Linked DNA regions of Mus musculus: regions 1, 3, 4, 5 and 6 are each linked to region 2. Evidence: chromatin contacts called from public Hi-C and HiChIP or PLAC-seq data. All regions are on one chromosome and are shown on one strand. Each heading gives the region's core, a stretch centred on a gene start, on an enhancer-like site or on the middle of the called end of the contact. The rest is flanking DNA. Distances are from core to core; before and after follow the strand shown.

Region 1 (3,392 bases), core at 684-3,183, 420 kb after region 2:
TTGTTGACCTTTCTTTAGTCCACAGTACATGCATCTACCTAGACTTTTAGTTTGAAGTGTTAAACATTAGAGTCAGTATTTAAGAGATTTAAAACCTCAGCAGCAAATACAACTTCAAAGTCTCTTCTTTTGTCACATGTGCTTGTTGGTATCAGATTTTCCTATTAGCACCTTCTTTAAATTTCTTCTTTACACAACACCCCCCCCCCAAAAACAAAACAAAACAAAAAAAGTATAACAGATACCATGGCTGTATGTACTACCAGCCATGTACATTTGGTTCAGAAAGACTGTGGCATGGAGCAGAATAGTTGTGGCTCAAAACCCTCTCTTGTGTATATTTGGAATGAGATCCTGGAGAGAAGAAATGTACTGAGGCCTCTTAGAGGCAACATGTTGAAGATTTAAGACTTTCATGAACAAAAGTTTAAAAACCATGGAGTCAGGTGAACTGTATTGTAAATGGAACTGATGTTTTCAGCTTACTTTCCAAATGTTTGCAGCTGGTATTAACAAAAATTGAGAATTGAGAACAGTGGTGACAGATGTTCATCCAGCAAGAGGTATAGTCAGGAGGACTAAAAACGCAAAGTCAGCATGGACTACATATCTCAAAAACTAACAGATGGGAACTCAGTAAACCTTTCCTTGCTTACCTAATTTTGGATCCCTGGCACCCATATAACAATAAAAGTTGTATGTGGCTGTGTGTGCATCTAATTCCAATGCTTGGAAGGTAGAGACAGGAAAACCCCTGTGGCATACTGGTCAGCCCGTCTAACCAAGTAGAGACCTTCAAGTTTAATGAGAGAGCATGTCTCTAAAACAAGAAGATGTAAACCTCAAATTCTCATTCACAGTTCTGCATCTCATGATCAGTATTTGGCATCAGCTGGATAAATAAAATGATCAGAATTTGTGACTTGAGGATGATGTAGTTAAGTCAGAAGACAGTTTTTGCTGTCTATAACTTGCTTTGGAAAATAATTTAGGCTGTTATTAAGTTGGGAGTATAAATCTGGGAATGAACTTTCTTTTGTAAGTGCAAGACAAAGCAACCCAACAAAAGGAAAAGAGCCCTAAGAGTGGGAAAAAGAATGTAAGGCCCACTTCCACTTGTTCATTACGTTCATTACATAGAGATCTTATAACCACCTACTCCTACTTCCCATTGCCTTTGGATTTTTGTACTGGTCATTACCATTTTTATACCATGGTATAAATTTGCCTTAAATAGTCATTAGTAAATCAAATATTTTGGAGGAAACTATATTTTTAACTCAAATCTTTGCTACTTCAACTAACCCTTCATTCCATCTTGAAGATGCAAATTTCTATCTGTATTCTTCTCCTCTGGCAGAAATATTTTCATTCTTTCTATAATACAGGTTTTCTGGGGACAAACTCCTGTAGTTTCTGTTTACTTAATGTTGCTTTCTTCAAGTTTCCTGGTTCTAGATGAGCAATATTCCTTCACACAAATTATAGTTTTTCTATATGCCATGTTTTGTAAAGCCTCATTTTTTCTCTTTGCATACTTTCCAGTACTTCTGTCTATATGGAGATGATGTAACCAGATATGAGCAGCCCATGATGACCAGGTGGAAAGTAAAAAGTCGTTTAACTCATAAACTAAAAGCAGACGTAAGTTCTTGGGTGGGAGGGAAAAGGCAGAAGTTGAGTTTGCTTCCCTGGCGATATAGACCCCCTGACAGTGTGTGAAGCAATACTTCCCACTCTTATGGGAAAGGAGATCTGTCCACATGGGGTAGCGACTTTGATTTCCAGCTTGTTTGTTGTTGTTCGCTATCTGTGCCAAATAATTGTATCACTGATATAAACCTTTAACCTTGGATCTCATTCTAGATCTAACCTCTATTCATGTGGACAAGCCTCACTATCCCATTACTCCAAGACCAGGAATTCCTACAGGCACATCTGGGTGTTTCTAAGAGCTCTCTGGTAAGTGTTCTTCCCTTCCTGCACTCCCATGAATCCAAATCTACAGAAGACTCAAGAGGAAAAAAAAAAAAAAAAAAGAACCCCTTGTGTCTTCTTGGCTCTTCTTACAAATATACTTTGCTGCACTGGGATTCTTAGCAAATGAAAGAAAGTGGAGATTTTCATCTTCAAGCCAAATATGAAATTAAGTCCCCTTTTGCTGCACTTCCAGATGATACTGTTATTGAAATTAAAGGGTCTGTCAGACGAAGCCTTCCCAGATGCACTTGTGGGTTTTTTCTCCCCTCAGTGAAGTACAGTCTGTCCCTACATTTTATTTTTTAAAATCGCTAAAGATGTGCTCCTCTTGTAAACAGACTCTGTAGCCTTAGTAACAGGAATCACAGTGACCCAGACAGTGATGAGCTTGGAGCATGGGATCTTTGTAATCAGGAGGGAATCTATACTTTTGTTTTGTTCTGTTTTTGTTCTTCTCTCTTTGTTTATTCTGTTTTGCTTTTGGTTAGGGTTGATTTATACAAGAACTTTGGGTTCACTTTAGAAAAACATGGATTAGTAGAACTATGAATTATTCTTGATAGGTAAAAATCAGATGAGATAAAAGTGTAGAGGTTTTCCTCATTTATGAGCTCCTCTCATTTTCTGATGTAACTGAAACTCAGGAAGCTAGGATGAGTAGGCCAAGTGTTGGGGAGTGGAAATTCAAAAAGGGGTTGTTTGTTGAGGATTTGATAACAGCCAAGAACTTCATAGAAACTATAACTTAATCCAAATGACTTTAGGGATAGTTAGATTTGTATTTGCTTTATAAATGAAATTAGGGCTCAGAGATGCTATGGTCACCATACTTGCACAGACTGCACATATTTAGAGCCTGAAAAGTGTTTATGATGTGGAGGGCAAGTCACATGCAAATCTCTGTCACTTGAAAGCTCCTAATTTGGTTTAGGTTTTTAATTGGCTCCGATTGTCTGAGAGATCTGAAGTGGGAAAATGAATACATGTGTTTAAGGACTATGATTTCAGCAATTAGTACAGTGTTTACATTTAATAGCTATTTATAAACATTTCATGAAACTATGCTTTAGATTATTGGAGTTTTATTATAATAACCCAGTCATGCCAATAAATATGATTCTTATAGAAAGAAGAGATCACTGTTTGTATATATTCTGCCCTCAAGGAAAATAGAAGACATCCTGCATCAAGTTAAGTTATTAGACAGGGAAAATAAGTGAAGTCTCAGCAACTATAACAAACTTGGGCCATAGTCAAGTTGAAAGCAGACATGAATGGGTGGAAGATCATCCAGTTAATGCCAAAGATGAACAGGAAGAATATGCTCATGCCGTTATAAACATTGCACACATGCTGGGTTGAACCTGTATTAATTACCATGACAAAATAACAAAGATGTGTAACTTAAGAGA
Region 2 (3,491 bases), core at 472-2,971:
AGAAATAAAGACTGAAAAGGTACACAAGGTGAGACGTTATGGCCAGAGCCATAGTCACATGACCAAATGGATGCTCATTTCTTTGCACCTGTTTCTGTGCTTTCCCCATAGCAGTTTAGCCACTCTCGACTTGGTTTAACTCAGCACACATTCCTCTTATACGCTTGCTATATCTCCAGAACCAGGTCTAGAGTAGAAAATGTAGGAAGCCATCAACAAAGATCTATTTACAGGTGCATCCTGCTTCACCTAATCCTTACAAAAACATTGTGAATCTGAGACCCTTATCTCAAAAACAAAAGAATAAATGAAGCATCATCTGTCGTCTCATTCCACATCACATGATTCTAGTCTTAAGTTATTAGACCTCTCATTCTGGGTTTTCCAGTCAGTACCAAGTGATCTTCCTTGCCACATATCTTTCTTTATTCTTTCCTTGACAACTGTTATACTCTCTTACATGTTTATTTCCTCAAGCCTTTGTTGTAATTCAGTTGTTAGGGATGGACAGTGATCTGGGGAACTGAGAAAGTCACTGATCTCAGGAGCTAAGAAGGTCCATAGACCAAAGACCACACAGAGCCCATAGATTTTGCAGATCAGTTTTTTTTTTTAATGCTAAGAATAAAAATGGAGCAAAGTAAAGGAGAGGCAGACTGACCAGAAGAAGCCTCCTTCTCAATGAAGTATCCAGGGGAAACTCTACTGAAGGAACAGTATCTGAATGTAGGCCGAACATTGTGCAGACCATGGATAGAAAGGGGAAGTCAGGCAACAGCCTTGGGTCTACTTTGAGAATAGAAACACAAGTCAAGCCTTGGTGAAGGAGTCAATAAACTGTATCAGATAAGAACACATGGGCAGACATCAATCCTGCTGGTAGGAACTATATTCTGAGCTAATGATTGGCTTACTCACATAAGTAGAGTCATTCAAATTCTCTGTATCTTATTCTGCCCTTCTCTAGGAGGGTACTGATGAGAGCATTCACTTCTGGGGTCATGTGAGGATTTTAAATTGAAAGCAGTACCTGGCACACATTCAACAAGTACCCACTAGTTCTTGCTACTTCAGAGCTAATATCATTATTTATTCTGCTTTTATACTTTCTTCCTTTGAAAAACAGCAGGAGCTTGTTATACACGTATTTCTCCAATAAAGTGTGAGGAAGGCCAATAAAATAAAATCAATAAAAGAGGAAGCTGTTCTGGCTGACTCAAGGGAGTAGCAGGCAAGCACACCATCTGTTCAACCCCACCCAGGCCCCATGGTGGTCCTGAGGATGCCCTGGGCTCCAGCACTCACAGCTAACTACTTTCCTGTGAGAGCTCAAAACAGAGAGATTAGCATCAAAAAAGTGGGGGGGCTAGATACGTCACTATCAAAAAATGAAAACTGTAAAGTAGAATATCTTGGTTCTTTTAAACAAGACCTTTTCTTCTCTGTCTCTGTGTGCCTCTCTGTGCCCCTATCTCTATCTCTCTAGGTCTCTCTGACTCTTGTCTCTCTCTCCTTTTCTTCTTCTTTCCTTCCTTCCTTCCTTTGAGAAAAGAGATTACCAGGCCACACCACCAAAGCCACCCTTCTTGAGGTGGTTTTTGGAGCTTGTTTATGTTGCTCAGACTTAGTCATAAGTTCAGAACATTCTGTGGGTTTTACTGGAACTCAGTATCATGGCTCATCCCAACTCAGCTTGCTCTGTCTGAGGCTGCCAGTGGCCTCCCATGGGACAATGGCTCAGAGTCTCAGGCTGCACACACGAGAAAGCAGGTCTTGTGGTTCCTCATAAGCCTTAGGAATGGCCTCTCTATTTCCAAAGGCCTGCAGTTAAACTTAGGAACCAGAAGAGGTGTGTTGACTCATATTTGATGTTCCCTGGGGACACCTGCTACTTCCTGAAGCCTAGTAGCTTGTCATTTTGTGTTCCTAGATATGTTTCTCCCACCCAGAAATCCACAAAGTTATGGTATTTTTCCTTGTATGTACCTTGCAAGCTGCTGTAGGAGTTGGGTGTGGTTAGCCCAAATATCGGTTTGTTGTTGAAGGTTTGATGGTTTCTGACTGTTTACTTAGCTTTAGTTCACTGGAGCACTTAGCAACACTTCATCTTTTGGGGGTTTCTGAGCCTCACCTTGTGTGCCCAAAGACACTTCTGTTGTGTGTTTTCTTACATGTAGATGGAGCGCAAGCACTTTCACACCTAGAATCTGGTGTGAACCCATCAGCAATACTGTGAGGCACAATTAAAACTCTTCCTTTAGGAGATGAAAATGGGACCCAAAGGCATTAACTAAGTTATATAGGTTCACTCAGTGGATGGGCATGAAAACATCCTTAGAGCTACATCAGGTGGACTCCTGGTCCTCTTTTCTATTCACTTTGCTATATTTTAATGTGACAGCCCATCAGATTTTAACATGAAGATCATTGCATCTCTCATAAGATGTTTGCATTCTTGATACTTGTGGTTTACTTACTTGGTTGAATTTAAAGATTCAGTGGGAGAAAGAAAGAAACAGAGAAGGAGGGAGGGAGGGAGGGAGAGAGGGGGGGCTAGGGGGACACTGGGTGTTTATGTGCATGTGTAATGTGTATGTTTGTGTCAATGTGTAGAGAAATGGGCAGAAAAAAATAAGAAATTAAATTTCTGTTTGATCTGGTTTCAGTTTCCAGAGCTATCAAGCAAAAGGTGTGTAAAGAGTACTTCTAAAATCCTTATGAGCTTATAATACTAAACCTCCATGCTGTAACAAGAGGGATAGTGATGTGTCCTATTCTCTGTCACTCACTTTTATACTTAAAGACCTTTGTTTCTCCCAAAGTCAAATCGATTGAAGAGAAAAATCTAGTGGGGGCACCAGGACAAAGGGCTCGCTAGCGTTTGATGTACCCACTGCCAGGAGGAGATGTGAGCCTAAAAGGAAGCTGTTTTGTTTTGTGCACGTTTCCTGCGATGTTTCTTTGGTGGTAGGGTTGAGATAATTCAGCATCACTGGTTTTCTAGTTGTTCCAAATTCCAATAGAAACATAATGGTCTGAAGATGCCTGGTCGCATCTGAAATGATGAGTATATGAGGTTAAATTCCCCATGCCTCAGGGAGAGTGTTTGGGAAGAAGCAGTTTTCAGGACAGAGCATGAGGGTTTCTAACTCACAAGAACTTAGACATCAAGAAGCAAACACAATGGACGAAGCAAGTGGAAGTTTCATGAAGCACCCACTTTGCTCTTGAACTGAACATTCAGAGCAGTGGTCGTTTAATAAAGGAAAAGAGGAGAAACAAAGCTTAAAGAACAGAATTGTAGATACCAATAGCTATACTTATACTAGGGATATTCCCTGCAAAAACTGATCAGGAATTATCTTTCACACATGATTCAGGAAGGTATGGTCTTATGGGTCATATCAAGCCAAATTTGGCCAAAATTGATTATTTCTTACCCAGCATAGAAAATCTTTTTTTTTTTTTTAAACAAGAGTCAATGCTGGAAA
Region 3 (3,728 bases), core at 697-3,196, 370 kb before region 2:
CTTGGATTTCCATTGCCTATCTTGTCATAGTAGCACTGAGATTACATATACACGTTCAAACACTCAGCTTTTTACTTGGGTTCTGGGGATTTGAACTCAGCTCTTTGAATTCACGTGGCAAGCAGTTTACAAGCCTGAACTTTCCCTGCAGCCTGAACTTTGTTTTCTGAGCTTCAAGATACTACAGTTGGGTGAACAGATTTTAGTACATCCATGTAAGCACACATAGGGCAGATATGGGCTCAACTGAGAGACTCTGTCTCAAAAGATAAGGTGGAGAGTGATCAAGAAGGACTCTCAACATTAACCTAGGGCCTAATCATGCAGATGGCACCGTTTCTTGGCTTTAGTTCCAGGCCTGTTTAGCAGCGGAGAAGTTGAGTTGACCAATCATACATGTATTCATTCCCTTCCTGCCCTTGACTAGCTGCTTAGAAGTTCCTGCTGCCTTGACTGGTTCACTGGCCTAGAAGTGAAAGCTGGAATACTACCATCCTCCTCTGAGTTTCTTTGGTGATCCCATCACCAGGAGCAAAGCAGAATAGTGGGGATAACAGTTTCCTAGGAAATGCTGGAGAGGCATTTCACACGGGAGGAACCCAACATGGAAAATCTAAGAAGAAGGACAAGATCGTCCCAGGAGGAAGCCTTGACTTACCCAAGGTCATATATGATGGGTATGAGTGAACTCCAGAAGTGACACTTCTTCTGTTGACGCCACATTTTGATTCTTCCTTAAATATAGTGACTATGTCACATAGTCTACAACCAACACTGTGCTGGGATCTGCCAATGTCAGTGGGATTATGAGCCTGTCTTCTGACCTCATGCTTCTCTACTTCCTCCAGAGTTTGAGACTATAAAGGTCACCTTTACATTCTATGTCTTTCGTCTTCCTGAGCTTGACCCTCTGCTTCGGAAGACGCATGCTTAAGCTTGCCTAGAAACCCTCATTGCACAGCCCTTTAGTTGCCCCTTCTGTATGACTCTCTTTGTAGACAAAACCACAAACCCCGATGGGCAATTAGAGATTTTCAGTGGCAGCAATTTGGGATGATTTTGGCTAATTGCTGTCCTGTGTGAAAGAGTGGACATCGTCTTTGACAGCTGGCCTGAGCAGTCAGCAGTGTGTGAGGAGAGTTTCTCTTCTGACTTTGAAAGTGGTGGTGGGGGCAGGGTGGGCAGTGACCTGCTGTAGTCAGTCAGAAATGTTGTGTCTGCCTTTAGCCCTGCACTGGCAAACCCCTGAGCTCTGGCAGACACTGCACAGATTAAATAGGCTTTAGAGTATGCAGAGTTATATTCTCACTCACAGTTTAGCAAGTTTAACAAGGGTTGCTACTTTGTCTCAGCTGAACTGGGAGGATCCCTAGACAAGAAAAGGATGGGGAGTTTGATGACCTCATTATTTACTCTCCTAACGTTTGTTGGGAGTAAATTGTGTGGCCCCTTACTTCCCTCTCTCCCTCCTTCCTTGTTTTCTCCCTTCTTCCCTTCCTTCTCTTTTCTCTTTTCTTTTCTTTTCGTTTCTTTTCTTTTCTTTTCTTTTCTTTTCTTTTCTTTTCTTTTCTTTTCTTTTCTTTTCTTTTCTTTTCTTCTCTCTCTCTCTCTCTCTCTCTCTCTCTCTCTCTCTCTCTCTCTCTCTCTCTTCCTCCCTTCCTTCCTTCCTTCCTTCCTTGCTTCCTTGCTTCCTTGCTTCCTTGCTTCCTTCCTTTCAGTTATACTTTTCTGCTTCAGACAACCAAGCACACCACCAGAGAAAGAGGAAATCAGTTTCCATTCTTACTTTCTTCTAAGGGTAAAAGAATGCACTGGTTTCCTCCCATGGGATCCCTTTCCATCTCTGCCAGGGTCATCAGTGGGGTGGTGTTAAGTGCTGTGCGAAGGCTGGGAAGGTTCTTGTTGCCACACTCTCTGCCTGTGGTTTGTGTCACCTCTGGGCACTGTCCTTGTTCTCCTGAAAGCCGTGGTGTTTACAGTGAATGCAGCATGCTGGGATCACACTGTGAAGCTGTAGGGGGTGTCTGAGTTCACATGTCCTGCATTCCAGGCAAATGTTTTTAATATTGAGCAATGCTATGGTTTGCCAGGGTGAGGTCTGTGCTATTGGAATGCCACCGAAAAGGAAAGTCCCGGACAGATAGTGACTCAAATCATCTCCTCCACTCACAATCCTCGGGGCTTTAATTCCTACTCAATTCCCTCATGATAAATACAGCTCCGTGTGCTTACTGACCGCACCGCTCTTATTGGTTCTGATAAGTACAACTTTCCAAGAGATAGGGACGCAAATTGTCATATTTTGTTGAGTCATGTGTGCTCAGCAACTCTTTCCCAAACATTGCATCAGTAATTGGCAGCTCCCTGGTCTCTGCTGTATGACACTCTATGCCCAGGAAAAGCTCTATCCATTTCATGAAAGAAAGAAAGAAAGAAAGAAAGAAAGAAAGAAAGAAAGAAAGAAAGAAAGAAAGAGAGGAAGGAAGGAAGAAAGGTCTCTCTCTGCCTGGCTGTGATAGCCTGCTCTTAAGGAAGCTGAACCCCCAAGGGAGCAAAGACAAACTGCATTTTCAGATAAGTTAGAAAACTATGGCTATTTTACTTTCCACCTCCACTGGTCTCCTAGCAACAAGACAGCTGATGACTTCTACCAGGAAAAGGAAGCCTGGAACTTGGGGGAGCCCGTCTGAATTCTTGCTCGCAGTCTGATTTATTTGAAGCTTGGCTGCATTCTTGGGTGTGGAGACCCAGAAGTCCAGTCATCGGGGCATTCCCTGACCTTCACTTGACCTCCATCAATGCACAGATAGAGGGAAAACAGATGAGAGGTGCTTTCACAAGATTTCTTTCACAAGAATCTGCTTGGTGGGGAACAGATATTTCCTTTGATTTGAGGAAGGGCAGTCGAAAGCCTGCCTGTGACATGGAATGAAATCTCAGAAAAAGCAAGGAGCTAAGTGGGTATCAGAAACCAGGGGTCCTACTGGTGTCAATCTCTCCCTGAGGAGTTCAGGCAGGGAGTTCTTGTGCCCTTGTTCTTACATAGTGTTGATATTCTCAACTATAAAGTAAGGGGATTGAAACAGATGTCCTTTCAGGGTTGTAGGCCTCTATGTGTTCTTAAATAGTTTCCCAAATATACCATTATATCATCAGCCTTTCTGATTGTCTGTCTGTCTGTCTGTCTGTCTCTCTCTCTGTCTCTCTCTCTGTCTCTCTCTCTCTCTCTCTCTCTCTCTCTCACACACACACACACACACACACACACACACAGAGAGTCACTACATGTTGAGCAAGAATCCAAACTCAGGTGTGGCTCCTACCCTATTCATACAGCAGCAGCTATGTGGCTGACATCCGTGTCTTGTTAGATGGTTTTACTATCAACCGCTATTAGCCTGTGGAAGTAGAACTGGGAGATTCTTTTAACAGAGACTTAAGTTGTACTCTGCCTTTTAACATCTGGTAGACTTAGAAATAGGAATAAGAGCCTTTGAGTAGTTGCTACAATGTGGATTAGGAACCAGTGAAATGATGTGCATACTCAGTGCCTGTTCCATAGTAAGAGCTCAGTAAACAAGGAAGGGAGCTGGAAAGACAGACAGACAGACAGACACACACACAGATTTGTTCTAGGTCCCTGGAGTGTAGGGACTTGTCCTAATTGTCCCCTCACCTTGATATATTGTGTGGCACACAGATCAGAACTAACTTCTTTAGCCCAACAT
Region 4 (3,702 bases), core at 1,062-3,561, 480 kb before region 2:
TTTTTATTTCTACTTCTGCCTTTACTCAGGTCATAGAATTTCTTTTTCCCTCATCCTAAACTCTTGAACTACTCGATTTCTCTCCCTCCTTACCTTGCATCTGTCCATCCATCCATGAAAGCTGCAGCCCATATAGATGCTGGCATATCAGGCCAAGTCTAAAGGACCTGCCTCCAGGTGCTATGTCTAACTAGACAAGGGAAGATCCCAGAAGGGGTCCCTTGGCACTGGCTTTTGCTGCTGGCTGTGGGGTATAGAGGAGAGCCATTAAGACAGGTAGTGAGCCATTGAGCCACTGGGTCCTCTTCTGCCTCCTGTGGACTTCTAGGACCATTACTGGCTAGTCACCGCTCCATCCTTCCTGTCCCATCCCATCATTAGTTTGGACCTTTTTCTGAAAGTAGGAGGATGTGTTCTGGTATTGTATTCTGGGACACTCAGGCTAACGGGTCCTTACTAGTCATTCTTATCTTTGTGCTTCCTGACAGTGGGGCCAAGAGTCTCACTCATCACCATATCTCCACCTTCTAATACAATTCTGGGTATGTGCTTGATACACACTGTAGGGTGCATGAATGAATGGCATAAATGAAATAACAGACAGGCTGGGGATGGTGTTGAGAGGCCACCCTGGCTAGTTATCTGGGCTTGTGTTTCCGGGGGTCTTATCCCCTCTTGTCAGATTCGGGTCCAGGACAACGGTTCTATTGTTCACAGATAGCATAGCCTATCTGAATGCCTCTCTGGGCAGCCCTCTGTCACACCCTGAGCTCCTGCCCTATCTCTGGCCCCACCTGGTCCCCTTGCTGACACCCGTGCGGTGGGCCTGAGGAAAACTTTCATGTAGCCGGCATGACTGCTCCTTGATCTCTTTTCCCCTGTGTAAAAATTCATGGAAGAGTGCACCTGAGTCTCCTTCACTCTCTGCAGTTGCAGGAGGCCTAGATAATAGCTTCCATAACTCCTCAGTGTGACTATCAAACATACAGCTTAATCTCAAATATGGACGTTGTCTGACAGGTCCATTCCTATTCCACTCTGCCGTGGGATAAGCTGAGGTCCCCAATGACATCAAGGTCACATGACAGTAGTAAAAGAGACTGAAATTAGAACCAGCCATCCACCCTGACCCATCTTAGTCCTTTTTTCCATAAGTGGCCCACCCACAACACTAAATTTATTTCTCCTTTCTTACTTTCCTCACTTTCAAGTGGACCAAAGAGAGATTCTACAAATGTGATAACTCAGGATGGTTTTGAGTCTGTTATTAATTAACCGCATCTTGTATCCTTCATGTATCTGAAGGATATCTGAAAGATGTCTTAGGTACGGCCACCCTAAGGAGCTGAAGTAGCTCCTAGAGATTGCCTAGCGAAGGGCTGGGTAACTTCTCTCTTCAGTTTTATTAGCTGTGGTTATTGAATTGGGACATCTTTATAAAATGAAATGCTATATAGCTATTTAAAAGAGTCAGCTGGAAAGAAAAGTATATGACTTATGCACATATTAATTAGTTGAATTTAGACTTCTACAATGTGCATATATATATAAAATATGCCATATTATATATACCATATACCAATTATATATACCATAAATATGTGTAATTTTTATTTGTCAATTAAAATTGTTCAATTGTAGTTACTAATGGATCTTGGAGGCAATGCAGAACATGGTTGAAATAATCACTCTAAAGAATAGCACCAATCTTAGCCATGATGACTTGGCTTTTTTAAAGGAGGGTATAAAATAGCAGAGTGTGAGGTTCACTTCCATCTCCTCCTTAACACACAGCCACGGTCCCCCACATCAGCCATTCAATCTACTGCAGACACGGTACCCCTGTCATGTTCTGTTATCTCTGTCTCTTCGCTGACCTGTCAGTCTTTCATGAAGTCTAGTCTAGCACTGCTTACAGATACAGTGAGATTACCAGGGCCAAGCCAGAATGGACATGTAATGGATTGTCCAGGGATACGAATGAATGAACAAATGAATGAACGAATGAATGAATCAATAGAGAAGAGAGAATTTTCCCGCAATTTCTTTCTACCTTCTACTCCTTGAGTGCATGAAGCCAGTATCTAAGTCCCACTCTCCTCTCTCCCTCTTCTGGTCCCATCCCTGCCCCCTTCCTCTCCTTGAGTATCTTGACTCAACAAGGCTTCCTCATCCTTCCCAGGCTTCAGAGAAATCAGGAGCGGTGAATGATCGAAATGGACCTTTGAGATTACAGTGTGGAGCTGACATTGCCAGTTAAGCCTGGGCAGATCTGACTTAATTGATTTAGTTGTTGGAGCAGAGACAACCCAGAGGCTTGGATCAGCCTCCCCATCTGACAGTGTGCTGGTGAGTCAGATCTGTTGGGGTTTGAGTCTGTGCTCTGGGTACGGCTGCCTGGGTGACCTTGGCTGTGTTACTCACCCTTGTTGAATCTCAATTTCCTGATCTGCAAAAGAAGACTTAAGTGCGGCTTTGGAGGTCCTGGTGAGGATGAGCCTTGATAACGCTGGTGCAAATGCCCTTTAGAGACAGCAGGAGGGTGAAAGTGCTTATTGTGTGTAGAGTAGAGGAGGTTGCTGTCATTTCTCAGGGAGGAATCCCAAGGCCAGGTCAGAAGAGGTTATAATTTGACTCTTGTTCTGTTCGATGCACTTCTCAAACTGCCCAGGGTTTGCAGCTTAAGCGCATAAATTATCCTGCTCCAGCAGACCCTGTGTTCTGTAGTGAGCCATATGTTGGAGGAGATAGAGATCCTTATCTAGCAGAGTAATATTACCCAGCAAGGGATGACATTTCTTATCAGAGGCTGAGGAGTCAGAGATAGGAGCTTTTCTTTTCAATGGCTGCCAGACCTCTATGTCCTGGGCTGGCACGGTGGGTGGTGGGAAGGGCTTGATGCCTAGGAGTGGACAGCTGATGCTGTTGCAGGCATCAGCTGGCCTTCATCTCTTATGACAACCAGGCCTGCTAGGCTTGCCTTGTCAGAAGTGGGTCCTTTAGAGATTTTTGCATGTGGATGCTCTGATAGCGACTAGGCAGAGGGGAGTGAGAAAGGAAGAGGGGAACCTCATAATGGTGCAGGCCAACATTGGGTGGAGGCGGAGCCCCAGCCTGTGTCAGGCTCCCCTTTCTAGGAGCACAGGCAATCCCCTGCTGCATGGACAAAGCCTGGCTTTCTATGCAATGGCTCTGTAGGGTAGGGTATCTCTGTTCCTACTAAAACCAAGCTGTTGGAACGCTTCTATGCTCCTCCCAAGTCAGCTTCCTAGAGGCTCTGTGCCTTGTGCTCTGTCCTGGAAGTTGAGTTGTATGGATGCATCCACAGGGTGACTGAACTGTGAAATGCTCAGCTTCTATCGGGAGGACAGACCTGGAGTTTGTTCTCCCTCTGACACACTGCTGGTACTTTCCTAATTCAGACAGTATCTACACAGAAGGTCTACACAGAACGTGCCATCCCTGTGTTACTTGCCAAGTGGTCCCCTTAAAGCCTCAGTTTCTTTGTCTATAGCAGGATGAAGTGATGTCAGATCTTTCTATCTCTCCCATGACTAGTTTTGAGGGTCTCAATTTCAAGGCCATGGCTTTCTGAAGGAAAAGAGTTTATGCAGACCCCGAGACCTGTTCTGAGGAAAAGCTCACTGCAGATGGGGTACCATCATGGACCTGGTTGACTCCATGCTTTGGGAATGTGACTTG
Region 5 (3,702 bases), core at 318-2,817, 440 kb before region 2:
GCTCCCGCACTGGTAAATTTAATAGTCATGAGAGAGATATGGCCGTGAAGCCTAAAATAAAAACTATGTGGCACTTGGTTACAAAAATTGGGCTCCTGTTTTACATATCAAGGCCACCTTGTCTGACAGTGATCATGGATTTTGTTTTTTCTTGCGCAGGTGCTTGGGGCAATTATAAGTCAGAAATCAGAAGTGAGCTGGTCACCTTGAGGTCCATATTTTGCTTGCTTTCTCTATGATAGTTAGAGTTTCATCGTCACTTTATTTTGTCCTTTTAACTCTGTCCTGGCCCTGTTCTCCCTTGTAAGGTGTTACTTTCATTTCTGTCTAAAGAGAAACTGAACCCACCTGTTAACTGCTGGCCTTTTCTTTAGGGACTGACCTTATGCCCTATAAGAGGGCCAGGGAACTAAAATGGACATAACACAGTAGAGTCTACTTCATAGATTCAAAGGCTGGGATGCTAGGAAGTCCAGGACAGAGTCCAGGAGAGAATAGAGAATATACAGAGTGCTCTTCTTTTCCAGCATCCCAAATGGCACCTTGGTCTTCTTGGAGTCAACTCCCCCATCATTAAAATGGCCACAACAATGTCCACTAATCTGGTTCTCATGGTGGCTGAAGCATGAGATGTCTATTGCTCAGAGCACAACAGAGTTGTTAGATAACATTTAGAATCTTTACTATAGTTTAGATGTGAGACGTTTAAAAAGATCTCTGCTATGTGCTCTTAATCTCTATAATGGTCAACAGCCACCACTGAGAGCTAATTAGGTAGGACCTTGTTTCTGGCCTAGTGAGGGACATCTTCCTAGGCTAAGAAGCATCTGTGAAGTACCTTGAGATCTGGTCCTGGAGGCTGCTTGTCCTGTTGCTAGCCAAGCAATCCTATGGGTCAGAGTCACAGCATAATATAGCTATTAGACAATTTTCTTTTTCTTTTTTCCCCCATCCAGAGAATAATAAGCTCTCAAGTTCCTCCACCTCTAGCACAAGACTACACAGGGATATCTATAGCCTACAGAACTCACTGAGAACCCCATATCTGAGACTCAGGGAAGGAGCCAAGCTCAAGGCTTAGCTTGGTTGGCCAGTCAAGATTTTCAGGTGATCAGTGAGCTTTCTCTGTCTCATTTGTGGTCCATTGTAAATGATCTAGAACTGTTTCTGAGTGTGTAGAGGGTGGCTTACTCTGAGAACACTTTTGCCGGTAGGCTAATAGCTTCCAATGAGAGGTCCTTGAGAGTAGGATCCCTTGTGCTTCTGCCCTGGCCATGGAACTTCAGAGGTCCTGGACCTGTGAGCAAGAACACTGTTGTTTTGTTTTGTTTTTACTCCTAGCACAGGCATGAACTCCTGCACTTGATTCTAGTCCCGCAGAACTTGTATTGCTGGTGTTTGTGAGTGGCTGCTTTCTAGAAAGCAATATCTTTACCCTTGCCCTCTTAGAGGTATACGGGGAGAGAGAATCAGAACTCCAGTTTACATGCAGCTAGAGTTCTGAGGTAAAGTGACTCACTTAGGGCCACCCAGAAAAGAGCAGTTTGGCTGTCCTCCCAGGCCCTCTCCCTCTGATCATCCAAATATGGTAACACATGGTGACACAGAGCCACATGCTCCTCCTGGGTCTTCTGAGGCAGAGAGCTTCCAGGGACACTTTGGAATGAAGGAAATAGAATCCAAGAGACCTCTTTCAGAGACCGCCAAGCAAATCTTCTCAAGAATCCTGGCAGAATGTTGTCATTCTCTCTCTGAAAGGGGTGGCTCTTGGGATACTGTCCAGGTCACTGTGAACACATAGCAGAAGAAATGTCCTCCCAGCCTGCAGGGACCACCTTTTTCCAGGCCTTCCTCTGCTGGAAGCCTTCTTTACTCAACGCTTTCCCCTTTGATAGTCACCTCGACTGACCTTGAAGCCTCCTTCAGTTTTCTCTATACACAGAAACAGAATGTCAGTCTTTTTTTTTTTCTTTTTTCAAGAGTGACATAGAGCATCAATGGGAGGGGAGGTCCTTAGTCCTGTAAAGGTTCGATGCCCCAGCGTAGGGGAATGCTAAGGTAGTGAGGCAGGAGTGGGTGGGTGGGTGGGGGGATCACCCTCATAGAAGCAGGGGAGATGGGGGAATGAGATAGGAGGTTTGCAGAGGGGAAGCTGGGGAGGGGATAAAAATTGAAATGTAAATACATAAAATAACCAATAAAAAAAGAGTGACATATAATCACTAAAGAATATTCAAATAAGCAAAATTAGCCTCCTTTCTTTTCTACTTTTTTCTCCTTGCTTCCCTTCTTCCTTCTTTCCTCATTTCCCCCTCACCTCCCTACCCTTTCCTCCCTCCTTTTAAACTTTTGTCTTTATTTTCTTCTTCCTCTCCCTTCTCCTTTCCTTCCCTCTCTTTCTTCTTCCTTCCTTTTTCCTTTCCTCTTTCTTTAAAAAGTCTTGTTAAATATTTTACATATTTATGCAAATGTGCATTTATTTAAATAGCACCTGGACACCTGCTCTTGGTTCACCACCAGCTTGGTTCTGGTGATCGACACGATGACACAAGATGGATGAGGCTCTGCTCGGCTGAGCATGTGGCCAGTGGCGGACACAGATCCGAGTCAAATTTCAGATGAAACATAAGGAGATAACTAACTTGGGTTTAAGAAGAACAAAGATAAGCAATGAAGGGAAAGAGAATTAAAGCAGAACACATCCACTTGGCATGGGCTTCAACTGAGTCTCTTTCTGGGGACAGGATAGTCAAGCCAAGGTTTGAAGGAGCTGGCAATGCAGGGAAAGGGGAGGTGGGCCCACAGGTTTGAGAGACACCAGGCTTTTATTTTAAAATCACTGTGGCTTCTGAGTGGAGAATGGTCTAAAGAAGGGACTGGAGCAGGGTCAGTGTGTGTGCCTTGGGACTGGGAACACTCAAACAAAGGTTTGCTTAGAAGAGTGGAAGCCCAGAAATCCAAGGGCTTTGGTGCAATGTGGCAGAGAAAAATGAGATAATCTACAGAGAAGAGCATTGTGTTCTAGAAAGAGTTCCAAGGCATGGCCTGTCTTTACAGTACTCTTCCTAGCCAGCAACATCAGGAACTTAAAGTTAGTGAAGCTGATACTAGAATTCAGAGATTGGAGATGGTAAGCTGTGAGCTGTTATTTTGAGTCCTAGAGGAGTCTAGGGATCAGAACAGGGAGACAACCTACCTAAAATCCCAGTTGGAGCACTATGGGAAGAAAACTGACTTCTTGTGACCCAAATCCTTGTCTGTCTTCCAGATTGTTCCTATCCATAGCTTTGATCCTTGTTTGCCCTCTCCTATCTGCAGTCAAGTACTTGGAACATTCCTTTGTCAGGCCTGACTTCTGTCAAATGTCCCCCAATTGCTTCTTCCGTGCTTCTGCTCAGTGTCTTATGGCCTCAGATACTGAAGGTCTTCTCCATTTCCTCTCTTGCAGTTTCCTGATCCTGCATTTTTCAGTCCCTATTAGAGTTTGGAATAAGCCCTTCTTGGACTGTCCTCTTACATGTCCAATCTATGAGCAGGACATATCCAAAATGACAGTTTCACATTTTCCCCCCTGTTCCTACCATGGTCCAGCCACATTCCCCTTGCCTAGATTATTAACACAGCCATTGGATTCTTGTTCCTGTTTCTGCTTTACCTTTCAATAGTTATTCTTAAGGCAAAGCTAGGCAACCTTCGAAAATG
Region 6 (3,625 bases), core at 176-2,675, 310 kb before region 2:
TATACTTCTGAGACAATAATGCAGATGGAGTTTGGGAGGTAACTGTGGAATCTCAAAGATGTCTACTCTTCTTGGGAAAGGTGAGCCACCACTATTGCCTATTTGGTCATGGTATAAAAGGTAGGAAAAACAGCCACAGAGCAACTCAATGTTCCTCATGATTCTGTAAGGTGACTGAGAAACACCCACTAGAATTCAGTTACCTTATAATAGAGATACAATAAGGGACTTTCCTTTCTTCAATTATTCCTCACCTCTGGGCTTGAGCTTTGGTATGCAGCAGCAGATGTTCGAGTCTACCCTTCCTAGTTCATGCTTCCTCATGAGGAAGATGTGGGTAAAAGACTTAGCTCAAAGACTCTTGCAGAATTCAAAGGCAGGGCTGTCCAGAGCTCTTAGCAAGAGATGTGGGAGGTACTTGTCACTGCTAGGTCCTTGTTTTCAAAGAACAATGAGCTAAATCTATCTAAACTCGGAGGCCTGTGTGCTAGGTAAGCTGTCAATGGAATGGTTCTCTGGAGAGTTTGTTCCTGATGTATTTCTGGAAAGAAAGAAACTGGGACCGAAAAGGGAGGTGGTGCTTATATCCAGAGAGGACCTAGGGATCTCATCTCTATTCAGTGCTCTGCTGTCATTGTAATTAACAGGCTTTCCTACCTTGAACAATCTTTTCTTAACACAATTCCCAACTACCTGTACAGTATATTGGGAGAGAAGCCCCTTCTATACTTACAGTTTCAATGACGATGGTTATTGATTTTTCCTTTAATAACTAACTTCTACATCTCTTTCCCCAGGAAGGAAACAAACCAAGCTATTTATGGCTCCCTCTTCATTTAGTTGCATAAGAGCAGTTCTTCTCGGGAAGGGTGCACTTCCGTACTTTGGGATCCTGCAGTCTAGAAAGGGAAACTCCTCTGATGAATCACTGACCAAGTCAAGGCTTGGCTGACCTCAAGTTTTCAAAACTGTGCCTTCTGCACCACATTCTTTGGGAAGTCTTCTCAGATTTCTCAGTATGTTGGAGTACCAACCAACAACACCCCTTCCTTCCTTCTGCCTATGTTCTTGCCTGTATGTGAGAACTCTGCCTCTGGGCCAGATTTCCTCAACTTTCACTAGAAAGTCGTGAAGAAACAATGGCCTCTATTCTTAGTAGCTGTAGTGGAGCACATGCAGGAGGTATGGGATGTTGCCATTTGCTTCTTTTTGCCCATGTTGAGGTTTATCTGTGTCCACACTGCTTCCTGAGTTCCTGCCATTTCAGAGTCCCTTGTCATTATGAGCCTATACAACAGTTGTGCTTTTAGTTTCCTGTATTAAGGTCCTTTCTTCTTGAAATATGCAGAGAGCCCAGTTTCTTCACATTCAGACTGTGAACCACCCAGCTGAATGAAGAGCATTGTTCTGAGGCAGTCCTTTTAGTACCTCCTTGCTGTTATCACCACAATCAGTAGCTTCAATGTTGAACCCCGGAGTGTGAAGCATAGCAGGAACTAGGAGTGTTTTATTCAGCTGCTGAGACACACACAAACACACACACTCATTCACAAACAGACAGAGAGACAGAAAGACAGAGAGATAGAGACACACAGAAAGAGACAGACAGAGACAGAGAGAAGCACCCCAGTATCACTTACATGGCAATTAGGATATTTCAAGCCCAAGTCTAGCTTGGTCTACAACTTTTATGCTTATCTGGGCTACATAGTAACCTCCTGTCTAAAGAGAACTCAAAGACTGAGCTCAGAGTAGAGTGTGTGCCTAGCATTTGAGAGGCCCCGTGTTCTATCTCTGACACCACAGAAAAAGAAATGAGAAAAAGGAAAGAGGCCTTTAGGGCCATCAGGAGTTGGTGGCTTCCCCAGACACATACTAGGAGCTCAGCAAAGGCCTCCTAGGGGGACCACAGCAAGGGGGGAACGAGGCTAATGAAACCAAGAGCAGTAAGTCAAGGATGCTGGTGAGTCATTTCGGTTCCACAGGGTTAACCATCTAACAACTATTAATCATTGGGAAACCAATTAAATTTCCCAATTCTTGCCACTTGATAACCATGTTCTGGTTTTGTGAAACTTGCCAACAATCACCAGTTAAAAAGGAGGGTGAGAAGAACTTAGCTGGATTCCCCGCTGTTGCAAGTGTGTAGCATATGGGTCACCTTCCTTCAAGTGATCATGCAATTGATGCTTTGTCACCTTGGAGATCCATGGAGGAAGGTGCATGAGTCCATTTTCTATTGAGTTGTATACATATACATATGCTTATATGTATATATGCAAATATATGTGTGCATTTGTGTGTATGTATGTAAGTATGTATGTACAAACATATGTATGTATAAATCAATGTGCATCTTAAACCAAGTGCTGGCAAAGTTTATCCTCAGAGGCAGAGAGTAGGTATATACTTTAGCTGTGGTCATATGTTCTGTGCCCTAGGTATTGTACTCTGCCTTTGTACAAAAGCCTTTTGCAAATCAATGAGTATAACTGTGTTTTAGTGAAACTTTATAGCAATAGGGCAAATGAAGACTTTTATCCACTTGTTCATTTTTGCAAATAAAATTAGTTCAAGCTGTAAAAAACATGTTTACTTAAAAATGTTTTATTGACAAAAATCTGGTCAGTGGGCCAGATAGTTCATAGTTTTTGCTCTTAGCTAGCTGACCTTTGCCAAATTATTTCCTTATCCAAATCTAAAAAATACACTACCCTCATTTATCTTACACCCCCCACCCCATGAGTTCAGAAGTTGGTCTTGAAACAAGGTGGAAAGGCACAGCTGGCCTGAAGTTCTAACACTCTTACTGAACAAACTGTGATGATGGGTGAGACACCAACCTTTATTCAACCTTTGCTACTGTTGAGGGCTCTGTCGTATGAGTTGTCAAAGCATAACAATATGCAGGGGGCATGCACATATGCATATTAAAGAAGAAGAAACTGAGGCATGTGAAACTTGGTCCAACCTTCTGGATTACATCTGTTTCCAGGTGCTCAGGCTCTTTGTAAGACTTTTATTTTTAATATTTATTTATTTATTTATTTATTTATTTATTTATTTATTTATTTATTTAGTGGCTGGGCATTGGAGCCTAGGGTCTAATTTAAGGAATACGCAGAATGGACCGGATTGGGACAGTTTCCTCGAAGAAGTCACAGTTCCTTCTGTCTATCTGTTCAGGGGTTATGCCAATTGCTTTTTCTCTACTCCAGTCTTTGTTACTTTTCTTCTCTACCTTCCTCTATGTATCATTTAAAACATCTTGCTACAAGTACAACATACAGTATTCCTTATAGAAAAAGGAGAAATTTTAGATAAGCCCAAGGCAGATATATTTATTTATAAAAATATGCTGCAATATAAATCACTATCTGCTCACTGCTACATACACACACACACACACACACACACACACACACACACACACACGGACTTTCTACCTATGTGTACATTTTAAAAGTCAGCTTTAAAATTTTTTATTGACAAATTTTTTCACACAGTACATTTTGATTATGTTTTCTCTTCCCCAAATTCTTCCCAGATTATTCCCACCCCTCTGCCCACCCAGCTTTATGTTTTCTTCTCTCTTTAAAAAATTGAGAAAATTAAGAAACACACA

Evidence for each region. HiChIP or PLAC-seq counts read pairs in DNA pulled down with a chosen protein or histone mark. A called contact is a pair of places that touch in the nucleus more often than the background predicts.
Region 1: a Hi-C map of uterus shows a contact between it and region 2, with 7 times the contacts expected there. The contact joins two enhancer-like sites.
Region 3: a FOXA1 HiChIP or PLAC-seq map of pancreatic cancer cells shows a contact between it and region 2. The contact joins two enhancer-like sites. A contact is called at or near these places in 1 of 15 datasets of contacts at CTCF or cohesin (the NIH/3T3 cell line), 8 of 484 Hi-C or Micro-C datasets (3T3-L1-derived adipocytes, the C2C12 cell line, adipose-derived mesenchymal stem cells and 3 more) and 2 of 115 datasets of contacts at active chromatin or transcription factors (embryonic fibroblasts and pancreatic cancer cells).
Region 4: a CTCF HiChIP or PLAC-seq map of the NIH/3T3 cell line shows a contact between it and region 2, with 5 read pairs. The contact joins two enhancer-like sites. A contact is called at or near these places in 1 of 15 datasets of contacts at CTCF or cohesin (the NIH/3T3 cell line) and 1 of 115 datasets of contacts at active chromatin or transcription factors (CD8 T cells).
Region 5: a CTCF HiChIP or PLAC-seq map of the NIH/3T3 cell line shows a contact between it and region 2, with 5 read pairs. The contact joins two enhancer-like sites. A contact is called at or near these places in 1 of 15 datasets of contacts at CTCF or cohesin (the NIH/3T3 cell line) and 1 of 484 Hi-C or Micro-C datasets (the C2C12 cell line).
Region 6: a BATF HiChIP or PLAC-seq map of CD8 T cells shows a contact between it and region 2, with 9 read pairs. The contact joins two enhancer-like sites. A contact is called at or near these places in 1 of 484 Hi-C or Micro-C datasets (the N1E-115 cell line) and 1 of 115 datasets of contacts at active chromatin or transcription factors (CD8 T cells).

The regions. Positions count from the first base shown.
Region 1 is chr15:63,119,513-63,122,904 of GRCm38.p6, forward strand. The region is part of intron 3 of Gm30159 (a long non-coding RNA gene); the gene reads right to left. Among named protein-coding and RNA genes, the nearest start is that of Gm30159, 24 kb to the right of the region's middle. Within about 2 kb of position 1,934, at least 3 of the 459 cell types and tissues checked have an H3K27ac peak or open chromatin away from gene starts, as enhancers often do. A contact at or near this core is called in uterus, where this site is marked.
Region 2 is chr15:62,697,075-62,700,565 of GRCm38.p6, forward strand. No RefSeq gene overlaps it. Among named protein-coding and RNA genes, the nearest start is that of Gm41333, 30 kb to the left of the region's middle. Within about 2 kb of position 1,722, at least 72 of the 459 cell types and tissues checked have an H3K27ac peak or open chromatin away from gene starts, as enhancers often do. A contact at or near this core is called in the C2C12 cell line, CD8 T cells, the NIH/3T3 cell line and 5 more, where this site is marked.
Region 3 is chr15:62,326,480-62,330,207 of GRCm38.p6, forward strand. No RefSeq gene overlaps it. Among named protein-coding and RNA genes, the nearest start is that of Pvt1, 290 kb to the left of the region's middle. Within about 2 kb of position 1,947, at least 150 of the 459 cell types and tissues checked have an H3K27ac peak or open chromatin away from gene starts, as enhancers often do. A contact at or near this core is called in the C2C12 cell line, the NIH/3T3 cell line, adipose-derived mesenchymal stem cells and 3 more, where this site is marked.
Region 4 is chr15:62,220,555-62,224,256 of GRCm38.p6, forward strand. All of the region lies in intron 2 of Pvt1 (Pvt1 oncogene), which reads left to right. Among named protein-coding and RNA genes, the nearest start is that of Pvt1, 180 kb to the left of the region's middle. Within about 2 kb of position 2,312, at least 62 of the 459 cell types and tissues checked have an H3K27ac peak or open chromatin away from gene starts, as enhancers often do. A contact at or near this core is called in CD8 T cells and the NIH/3T3 cell line, where this site is marked.
Region 5 is chr15:62,260,129-62,263,830 of GRCm38.p6, forward strand. It overlaps Pvt1 (Pvt1 oncogene), which reads left to right. Exons shown (of 5, transcript NR_132747.1): 5 at 1-87. Among named protein-coding and RNA genes, the nearest start is that of Pvt1, 220 kb to the left of the region's middle. Within about 2 kb of position 1,568, at least 79 of the 459 cell types and tissues checked have an H3K27ac peak or open chromatin away from gene starts, as enhancers often do. A contact at or near this core is called in the C2C12 cell line and the NIH/3T3 cell line, where this site is marked.
Region 6 is chr15:62,391,631-62,395,255 of GRCm38.p6, forward strand. No RefSeq gene overlaps it. Among named protein-coding and RNA genes, the nearest start is that of Gm41333, 280 kb to the right of the region's middle. Within about 2 kb of position 1,426, at least 86 of the 459 cell types and tissues checked have an H3K27ac peak or open chromatin away from gene starts, as enhancers often do. A contact at or near this core is called in CD8 T cells, where this site is marked.